2 separate regions of the Mus musculus genome follow, and region 2 is linked to region 1. A link is a contact called in public HiCAR-type data. All regions are on one chromosome and are shown on one strand. The core of a region is the stretch at or near the end of the contact, and the rest is flanking DNA. Distances in the headings are between cores, read along the strand shown.

Region 1 (4,623 bases), core at 862-3,361:
GGGAAGAAAGCATGGTGTGGTTCAAGCTTGGACTCTCAGTACTAGGAATGCAGGGTCAGGTAGACCTGGGGCTTGCTGGCCATCTGGGTTAACCTAGGCAAGCTCTAGGTCTCAGTGAGAGACTCGGTCTCAGAGAACAAGGTAGACAATGATGGAGAACAATACCCAAGGTTGACCTCTGGCTTTCACATGCACACATGCACATAAATCTACACACACACACACACACACACACACACACACACACACACACACACCATAGAGGCACCTAGCTCAGCCCATTTGTTTACTTGCAGAAATTATGTGACCGTCACATTTACCAATGACAAGTATGCCCACAGGTTGAGAACCACCGCTCTGGAGGAAACTATAAATCAGGCTTGTGGAGAAATGGTGAGGGGACAAGGTAAATAGAATCAGTGTAAAGAAGGGCGTGGCGTTTAGACTCTGCTGGTGACACCAGGCAGAGCAGGTGGAGAGGGGAACAGTTAACTCTGGGAAGATCACGGAGCCTCCAGTGGCAGCTCTGAAATGCCTTGAGGTAGTCAAGCAAAATTATTTATTTACTTAAAATGTTCAGGCCTGTTCAAAATTAGAATTGAATGCTCTGTTCTAACTGTACTCAATTAAATATTTTCAAGCTATATGCAAATCATAATTGCACTTTTAAATTTTACTCTTGTGGGGTAAAAACAACTCTTAACACTTATCTCTAACAGCAGTGAAGCCTCGGGGCTCTAGAGCTGTTCCCAGTGAACTCAGGGCTTTCCTTGCAAAACCTCCGCACTTCGCAGTTTCATGTTTATATCATAACCAGGGAGTAAAGTACACTGCCCCCTCTGCACCCCACCCTGAACACACACCCTGCTAGCAAGATAAATCGGCCAGCTTTCGGCATATGGAAGCATTTTTATATTGTCAGCTCTGGTGGGGTAGGGAGGAAAACAATTTGCAAATGCCACTCAGTGAAATACACACTTTCAAGTAAGCCTGATTAGAGAAAGGTTCGTGTGGCAAGCATCGCATTCAGTAAATCCTTCCCCTTTCGTGGAGAACGGAATGTTAACTTTGTATAAAATACAGCAGAGTGATCAAGAAAGATGGAAATCAAGTAAAAACTGTAAGATTCTTCAGGACATGGGAGATTATTAAAGAACTGGTCTGAAATATGTAAGCAAATGAGCTAATTTTTATTTTAAATTCCTTATCCAAATAGTGAAGTGTCGGGAAAAGGAATGGGGCTGGGGAGGGGGGCAGCTAGAGAAGGCTAAGCAGACTCTTCAAAGAGCCGCACCAGGCTCCTCCTGACACCCCCCAAGCCTGCTGCTCCCCCTCATTTCTTTACCTCCTTTCTATAGAGCAGGAGTGGTGCCTGTGCAGAGCACACAGGACTCACGAGAAGACAACCCAGAGCCATCATAGGGTGGCTATCACCAGGATGCTCTATGGAAGGCTGGGCTGCAGACAGGAGGTACTGGGGTGATCTAGACAGTAAATGTGTATTTACATATCCTGTATGTCTTGCTTTCCCAAGGGCATGATCCCTCACCCCACTCCCCCAAAATCACTAGCAAAGGACCAAAGGCAATAGTCAAAAGGTGGAATCTTTTCTAGCCCTTGAATTTCTCTAATTCAAGTATTTCTGCAATAGAGTAAGGATTTTTTTTTTCCTTAAACACACATATGCACAAATAACAGGGAGAGACTGGTTTTTGTTTTGTTTTGTTGGGTTTTAGTTTTGTATAAACATCAGTAATTTAGCCACAAGGAAACCAAAAATGTTCAAATAATAACCTGAATCACAGACTCAAATTATAAGTAATCCTAAAACCAAGCCTAAACAGACTATGCGATGGCTCTAATGGAAAAAGACAAATGTTGAATCAGTGTCTCAGGCATCAGCAGAGAAGCTCCCTCTTGTAACAGATGGGAATGAAGCAGAGAGACCTACCTACAACCTGACAAGAATTGGCAGAGGGAGAGACTTTGGAGTACTGGGTCCTAAAAAGATGTCTTCATGGAAGCCGTCCTCTCAAGGCTCAGAGAACTGTGCAGAAGGGGAGGCAGAGAGACTGAAAGAGCCAGAGGGGTGGGGCATGACTGACATCAAGAAAACACTTCCAGATACCAGGGGACTGACTCACGAGTGAGCTCCCAGAGACTGTGGCAGCATGCACAGGGCTTGCATGGGTTCTAGTCAGATGGGTCCTGGCCCTGAGAAAGAGAATATTTTTCAAAAATCGGTTTTCTCCAGTGGAGCCTCACTATGTATATAAACCACACTTCAGGGTAGGCTTCATGCTCAGCAGTAGGTCAACTCAAACCATACTTAGCTGAATATTTGTACACTTTTGTGTCTCATATTGCTTTGTTTGGGCAACTGTTTATCATCTGGTCTTTTGTTGGTATATTATGGTTTCTGATTGTGTTTTTATGGTGTGTGTGTGTGTGTGTGTGTGGAAGAGAGAGAGAGTTTTTCTTGAGCTTCTTCTTCTTCTTTTTTCTTTAATTCTAGGGGTTTTGAGAGAGTCTTTATTATTGGAGCCATGGAGACAGGGATAAGATGGAGAAAAAGAAACCATGATCAGAACATACTGATGAAAAAAATACCTTATTTTCCATTTTAGAACAAGAAGATGAATGTGCCTCTGTCCTCTGACTTTAAGCAAATATTCTCCCTGAGTCTTTAGGGTACAAAGGAGACAATGAGGAGGAGGAGGAAAACTGAGAGAAGGTTAAAACTAACAATGCAAACAGAGCTGTGTCTTAGCTAAGCACAGAACTTAACGTCACTAAAAGAGCCCAGCTGTCTTTCCCACTGGCATGCTCTCTGGACTCATTCTTCCAGAATGTACTAAAAGTACTAAGAATGCTATGGAACACAATTAGCCACATTATTTACAGGCTATTTCAGGTTGTAAACTTATATTATTATTATTTTAACTTTTCTCAGTGAATGAGAAGATGATGAAACTAAATTTCAGTTATTTGTCTTCTCTCTCTCTCTCTCTCACCCTCTCTCTCTCTCTCTCTCTCTCGTGTGTGTGTGTGTGTGTGTGTGTGTGTGTGTGTGTGTTTGTGTATGTGTATCAAATTCATGGAAACTTTAAAAAATAGAAGTAAATTTCTTGTTTATCTAATAAATTCTGCTTATCTCAGTAAAAGAACCTGGCCAGCCCATAATGAAGTAGGATAGGGGTCAGTGTTCCTATCTGTCCTGCTCCAGGCAACCTGTACACTTTTGCTTTGACATCTCAAGGCTAACTGCCAATTCTGATGGTTAGCCAAAGGGGAAGGGTTTTCTTTAATTAATCTCTTCATGCAGCAATTCATCAGGAAACTGATGAAATGTAGCCGCATACCATACTAAAGTCAGCTAATCCCCATGCATGGCTCTGGGAGTTATCCTTCGTTCAGCAGCATCCTGGGGAGAAGGTTTTACAGTCAAGTCAAGGTTCCTAGCTGCTCAATCAGAGCATTCAGCAAAAGGCACACAGGAAGTAAAGGATATTGCATTTGGAAAATTGGAATTCTCTTTGGAAAGAGAAATTAACTAACCCACTTAAACAAATTAAAAATAGAGAAATAAACTGTGCTGGCATTACATGTTAATACAACAGGAATTTGAAGTTTAAGAACTACTTGGGCCAGAAACAGTCTAAAGTGGCTTTACGAGAATGGAAAGAACATAATGAGATTTGGGTTGACAAAAGAAGTAAAGAATTGAAAAAACAGGAGGGGAGACAGGAGAGTGTAAGCAAAGGGATACAGCAAGACAGGGAACTTTCTGCATGTGGTCTGAGGGATTTAGATGGACTTTAGTCTACAGTAGAAGCAATTAAGTAAAGTAGGTGTTTAAAATAAAATTGGTTGAGGGCTAGGGTGATGGCTTCATGGTTAAAAGCACTGGTTGATTATGTAGAAAACCCGGATTTGGCTCCTTGAGCACCTACCAGGTGGTCACAACTTCCCATTAACTCCAGTTCCAGGAAATGGAAGCCCTCCTCTGTTCTTCATGGGCAGCAGACACAGATGTGGCACACATACACAGATGAACACAAACACTCATAGGCATATTTTTAATAAATAAATAATCTTCTAAAGAGAAACAGTTGAACAAGTGGAGGAAGTCTGGTTTGTGGTTGCATTTAAATGTCAAGGAGGCAAATCTAACCCTGAAGATTAGATCGGTGAGGCACAATTAGTTATCACAAGGGAGGCAGCAACTTGAGTCTCTTTCCAGTGGATGGTTTAAAAACAACAACAACAACAACAAACAAACCACGTGTGACAAAAATTAGAAGGCAGCAAAGGAGCTGTTGAAGCTATGCACACGTGTGTAGCACTAAAGGCCTCAGGTTGCAGCTACCAGGCAGTCAGCGTCTACTATCTCACTTTATCATGCACAAGAGACAAATGGGTACCCTGGTCCCCAGAAACAGGGGTAACAAATGGTCCTTGTTTTAAGATTAACTTTTAAGCAATTTGTTACAGCGACAGATAACTAATATAGACTCAAGCTAGAGAAAGAAGCCCAAGAAAGATCAGGGAAGCAGGAGAGGACGAGGACAAGCTCCCTGAAGGCAGCGCTTCTGTGGGTTTTTCTGTAAGTCATTCATGCTT
Region 2 (4,623 bases), core at 998-3,497, 110 kb before region 1:
TTAAAGTAAAAGGAAACAAACATAACTTTCCTGCCATGAAAGATAAATGTAATGAAGTGGAATACACTGGCATTCACAGCTCTCCAGAGATGTACATGGATATGTTACTATAAGATGCAATAGTTTCCTCAAACTGTTTTGCAGTACAGTTAACTGTGGAAAATGGGCTTTTGCCTTTCCAAATCCATATATACGCAAGATGAATAAAGTCCAGCATTCATCCAATAGAAACGTAATTCTGTGTGCCAGCACCACGCCTGGCCCTGGGAAACACAGGTGGAGAAGCATGGCTCTGTCCCCATGGAATTCAGAGTGTAATAGAAGAGACAGCTACATAAATGAATCATTCCACAGTATGTGGATGGCAATTGCTTTTAAGATCATATAATCGCAGCACTGAGGAGGCAATAGGCAGAGGGGAACCCAGGTAGGGTGGGCATGGGGTAGTACAACAGTTGGGATGTATAGCTGGGGCGGAGGGGGGGGCATGAGCCTAACAAAAGCCCTTCTCTAATTTCAAAAGTGAACGAGAAAGAGATGAAAGAACTGGAGTTCAAGGTCGACTGGGCTATGATATTACCACGCTCAGGAAAGGTCAATGTGTTTTGGGAAAGGCAAGCAGAGGATGACTACTCTTCTTATTAACAAGGGCACTGAGGAAGGCTTCATAAAAGAGGTGGGAGTTGAGGTGGCTCATCGGTTCATACTCTGGAAGGTTCTATTTACACAGCAGACATAAATTATTTCAGCTCTAAAGAGGTGATTTTAAACTGTCCTTAAATCACTTTAAAGTCTTCGCAGAGAAACTGCAATAAGCAAATATATTTTCTGTAGAAAGAACCCACCCAAACACCTTGACATTTTCATTCCACATACTTCACACATGGTATCTCTTATGTCTGGGAAAGTAGACTAGGAAATGGTTCAAATACCCAAGGGCCTCTAAGCATATATGCTGGAAAGTATACCTAATTTCCAAAAAAAAGGGTCGAATTGCAGAGTACGCCTTGATTGGAAAACAAGCTGCTCGCTTCTGGGGATGGAGCAGATGCTGGAGGTGAGGCATCCATCCAGGGAGTTCAGAGCACCTCCGCTGTCACAAGAGTCACTGCACAGCCTCTTCTTCAGCTCAGCAATCGAGACTGATGGAGGTGTCGCAACATAAAACCCTTCTCATTTGCCTAGAACTCTTCTGACTGCGACTCACAATAAAGCCTGTGATGATGTAGGCGGACAGAACACAGATTAGTCCATAAGGATAGCAAGACATTTGCAATTATCCAGAGTTCCCCTCCCCCCGCCACACAAAAGAGCAAAGTGATTACCCAGAAAAAGACAATAAATGACAACAACAACAAAAAAAGGCAGTAAATGCATTAGGAATTAAGGCTGGATAGAGCTTGATAGACAAGGAAAGGACTAAGGATGAATATGAATATTTATAGTCTAATGAACATATTTTTGTTGTTACTATAGGGAACAACAACATTAGCATAAAGAAACTACATGACTACAAAACACAGGTGTATATAATGCAGCCACCATTTATTCATAATTATTATGTCAAAGTCAGAAAATCCCTGGGAAAACATCTGAATTATTATGAGTTATTATGCTGCTGTGACTCCATTGTTAGTTTACAACTACTTTGAAAACTCTATTTTCATTTGCCCTCATGAGACCCCTGGGGCCTACTATATTTCTTACACCTTTTAAATGACTCTGAGAACGGGCTTCTTTAGAAGTAGAAGGATTCACTGTCCTTTTGCTTTGCCTTGCTGAGACAAGGCTTGGTTATGTTATCATGAACTCCTAGGCCCTCCTGCCTCAGCCATCTCAGCCTTAGGACCAAAGGCATAAGCCACCACGCATGTCTAGAAATGGAGTCCTAAGAACAACCTACCACTGAATTTCATGGCAGAATACATGATGTTTAATGTTAATTTACTTGTCACACAAAAAGGAATTTGCCTTCAAAAATCACATCCCTTAAATACACCTAGAAATTGGGCAATACCCCTTTCAGGAATATCTAGTCTACTTGGAAACCCGAAAGAGCTGAAGTTAAACTGCACAGATTATTCCTAAAAGCCCGGATATGAACATGTTAACCAAGCACTCCGCCTCTGCTCAGCTTGCCAACACGGTAACTTTACTCATGAAGCCCGGTTCCAAGAGCTATCAGATTCCATTCACATTATACAGGCCACTGTGAATCACACTGCCAGCTACTTAGAAACAACGGCCTGTGCTTTTTCCATTGCATCTGGTCTTCCAGCTCTCATGGAAACAAGTGCTGCCACGGCCCCTTGATGAGCCAGCAGAGCCCAGTCATCTGGCAGCAGCGACTGGCCTCTGGCATCTAAGAACACCAACCAGAGAAAATGAGGGGATTAAAAAGGAGAAGTAACAGAAGACAATCAATTTCTCACTCCCTGACGGCCTGCGATTCCAAGGGCCTGATGTAGAACTGACTTTGTTCTGAATGCTATGTACATGAATGAACAACACAGGCCTAGATTTAGACCGTTTTTCTCGTGTGCCTGGGATGAGGTTCAGCGATGTTCCCGCTGGCCCGAGTGCTTCTCAAAGCACACGATTCATTGATGTAATACGCTAAGGAGGATGCATTTCTCATCCCAATATGACATTGTGTGGGAAAATTTAGCTTTGTCACCTGTTTTCCATGAGAGCTTGAGAAAGTTGCATAATCTCTTTCAACTGTACATCCATCTCATCTTTGAAATGAGAATAAGACAACCTGACTTTCCCCTTTAGTATTACAGAATTTCAAGGGCTATTCATCATTAAAAAAGAACATCAGCAAGAACAAAAAAGAAAAGAGAAAAGAAAAAGAAAAAAAAACTTGCAAACTCAGTGTACACCAAGAAGCTAGTCTACTCTTCCAACTTAGGAAAAATAACCTCTATGGCCTCAGAGAACAAAGCCGTCAGCATCTAAGTGCGAAACTGTCTTGTACACAGAGGCCTTCGTGTCTCATTAGAAATCAGAAGGTACCGCATCGCAGCAATCTGCTGTTGAAAAAAAGGGGGTTCCTAACACTCGTGCTCTGCCGTCAGGAATGCAGAGGCTTGACTTACTGTGATGACCCTGTTTCCTCAGTTGCCTCACGGAGCATCGGGAAGAACGGGAAAAACAAGGCTGAACCTACATCAGGCAGGATTTCTGGCTCCATTGAGACATTTCCAAAATGAAGGCACCACTTTTCATGTATACTTATTATAAGATGCACTTCCACTAAAAATTACACTTCTTCTAAATTGAGAAAAGGACTTCCACCTTTCAAACGTCTACTTGTGCCAGATAATATAACTATCATGGTACAGGTCCCCAGCCCACGGCCTACTAATCATGGAACCCAGGGAGTTAATGCATTGTTATGAGATACTCAGAACCTGCAGGAACACTGAGTCAGATCACAACAGGGCCAGCAGAGCTGGCTGTCCAAGAAGTGTAAATGAAACCCCACGCTGTTTCATGTGCGTAAAGGTCTTTTCAGTAAAACCTTTCAAATGCCACCAGGAGTTGATTATAATCCCACTTTTCAAAAGGTTAAATTGCTTACACGGATGTGGTTAATTTTCTTTTAGGGGAACAGGCAGTGTCTGGACATGCGATAAACTATGAGGAGACTGGCAGTGCAGAGGAGCCTCTGTTGTCATGTGTTTCCAGATATCATTTCTCAATGCTGGAATAATCTTTTAAGAAACAGAAGCGATCTATTTAAAAAAAAAAAAGTGCAACTTAGGCTGGCATGTTGGTGTTTTGCTTTTGGTGTGCTTTATTTACAAGGCACCTTGGATTTTGTTTCATTACTAATGTAAAAAGCCTATGTTCTTTTAATAAAATTTTCTGCACTATTCTATGATACAGACCAATTTATTTGGTCAATCCCATGTTGATGGTCTCCGCCCCTCCCCCAGTTCCTCTGCTATCCTACGAAATGGTATAATACTTATACTAATACCAGGAATATTATTTAAATGAGAGTAAAATGGAAAAAAAAACTCCTTAAGGTAGATTATTTAGTGAAAGGATACATACTTTTAAAGTTAATAAAATGTCCACAAAATATAAAACAATTTAGCATTCTATCAATAGTGTGGTACTAAACTTAAGCCAACTCAGACCTGAACAAAATTTAAGGATCTTCAATAATGTAATCAATGAATATTTATTTATTATCAAATGATATTTGAATTTTTAGCTCTATGAAAGAAGGTAGCATGTTTTTCAAAAGTTTAAAATACATTTGTTTTTATTTTTCTGTGATTTATCTCTAGTTTTTAACCAAGTTTTGGTCTAAGTTTGGTCATCATTTTTTTGCTTATTTGGAGATGTTCTTTATGCACTAGAAAAAGAAGTCCATGGTCTGTGATATTTTTTCCAGATTTTCATTTGCCATTTGACTCAGCTTATAATGGATTTTCTAGCTATACATTAATCTCCTTAAGCATTTGATTATATTGCATTTTATGGTGTGTAAGTTTTATATGTTGAAAAGCCTTTCTCACACAGAGATTTATTTTAAATGGTCTGACTCTCCCCCCCTAAAATACCTGATTATATTTTCTACAATTAAATAATTATTGCACTTTGCTA

Evidence for each region. HiCAR-type assays count read pairs that join an accessible place to other places.
Region 2: a HiCAR-type map of fibro-adipogenic progenitors shows a contact between it and region 1, with 2.5 times the contacts expected there. The contact joins two enhancer-like sites. A contact is called at or near these places in 2 of 15 datasets of contacts at CTCF or cohesin (the NIH/3T3 cell line and large pre-B cells), 4 of 484 Hi-C or Micro-C datasets (the G1E-ER4 cell line, bone marrow-derived macrophages and nephron progenitors) and 2 of 115 datasets of contacts at active chromatin or transcription factors (CD8 T cells and fibro-adipogenic progenitors).

The regions. Positions count from the first base shown.
Region 1 is chr12:79,381,244-79,385,866 of GRCm38.p6, reverse strand. The region is part of intron 7 of Rad51b (RAD51 paralog B); the gene reads right to left. Among named protein-coding and RNA genes, the nearest start is that of Rad51b, 86 kb to the right of the region's middle. Within about 2 kb of position 2,111, at least 74 of the 459 cell types and tissues checked have an H3K27ac peak or open chromatin away from gene starts, as enhancers often do. A contact at or near this core is called in the NIH/3T3 cell line and fibro-adipogenic progenitors, where this site is marked.
Region 2 is chr12:79,486,670-79,491,292 of GRCm38.p6, reverse strand. The region is part of intron 7 of Rad51b (RAD51 paralog B); the gene reads right to left. Among named protein-coding and RNA genes, the nearest start is that of Rad51b, 190 kb to the right of the region's middle. Within about 2 kb of position 2,247, at least 102 of the 459 cell types and tissues checked have an H3K27ac peak or open chromatin away from gene starts, as enhancers often do. A contact at or near this core is called in the NIH/3T3 cell line and fibro-adipogenic progenitors, where this site is marked.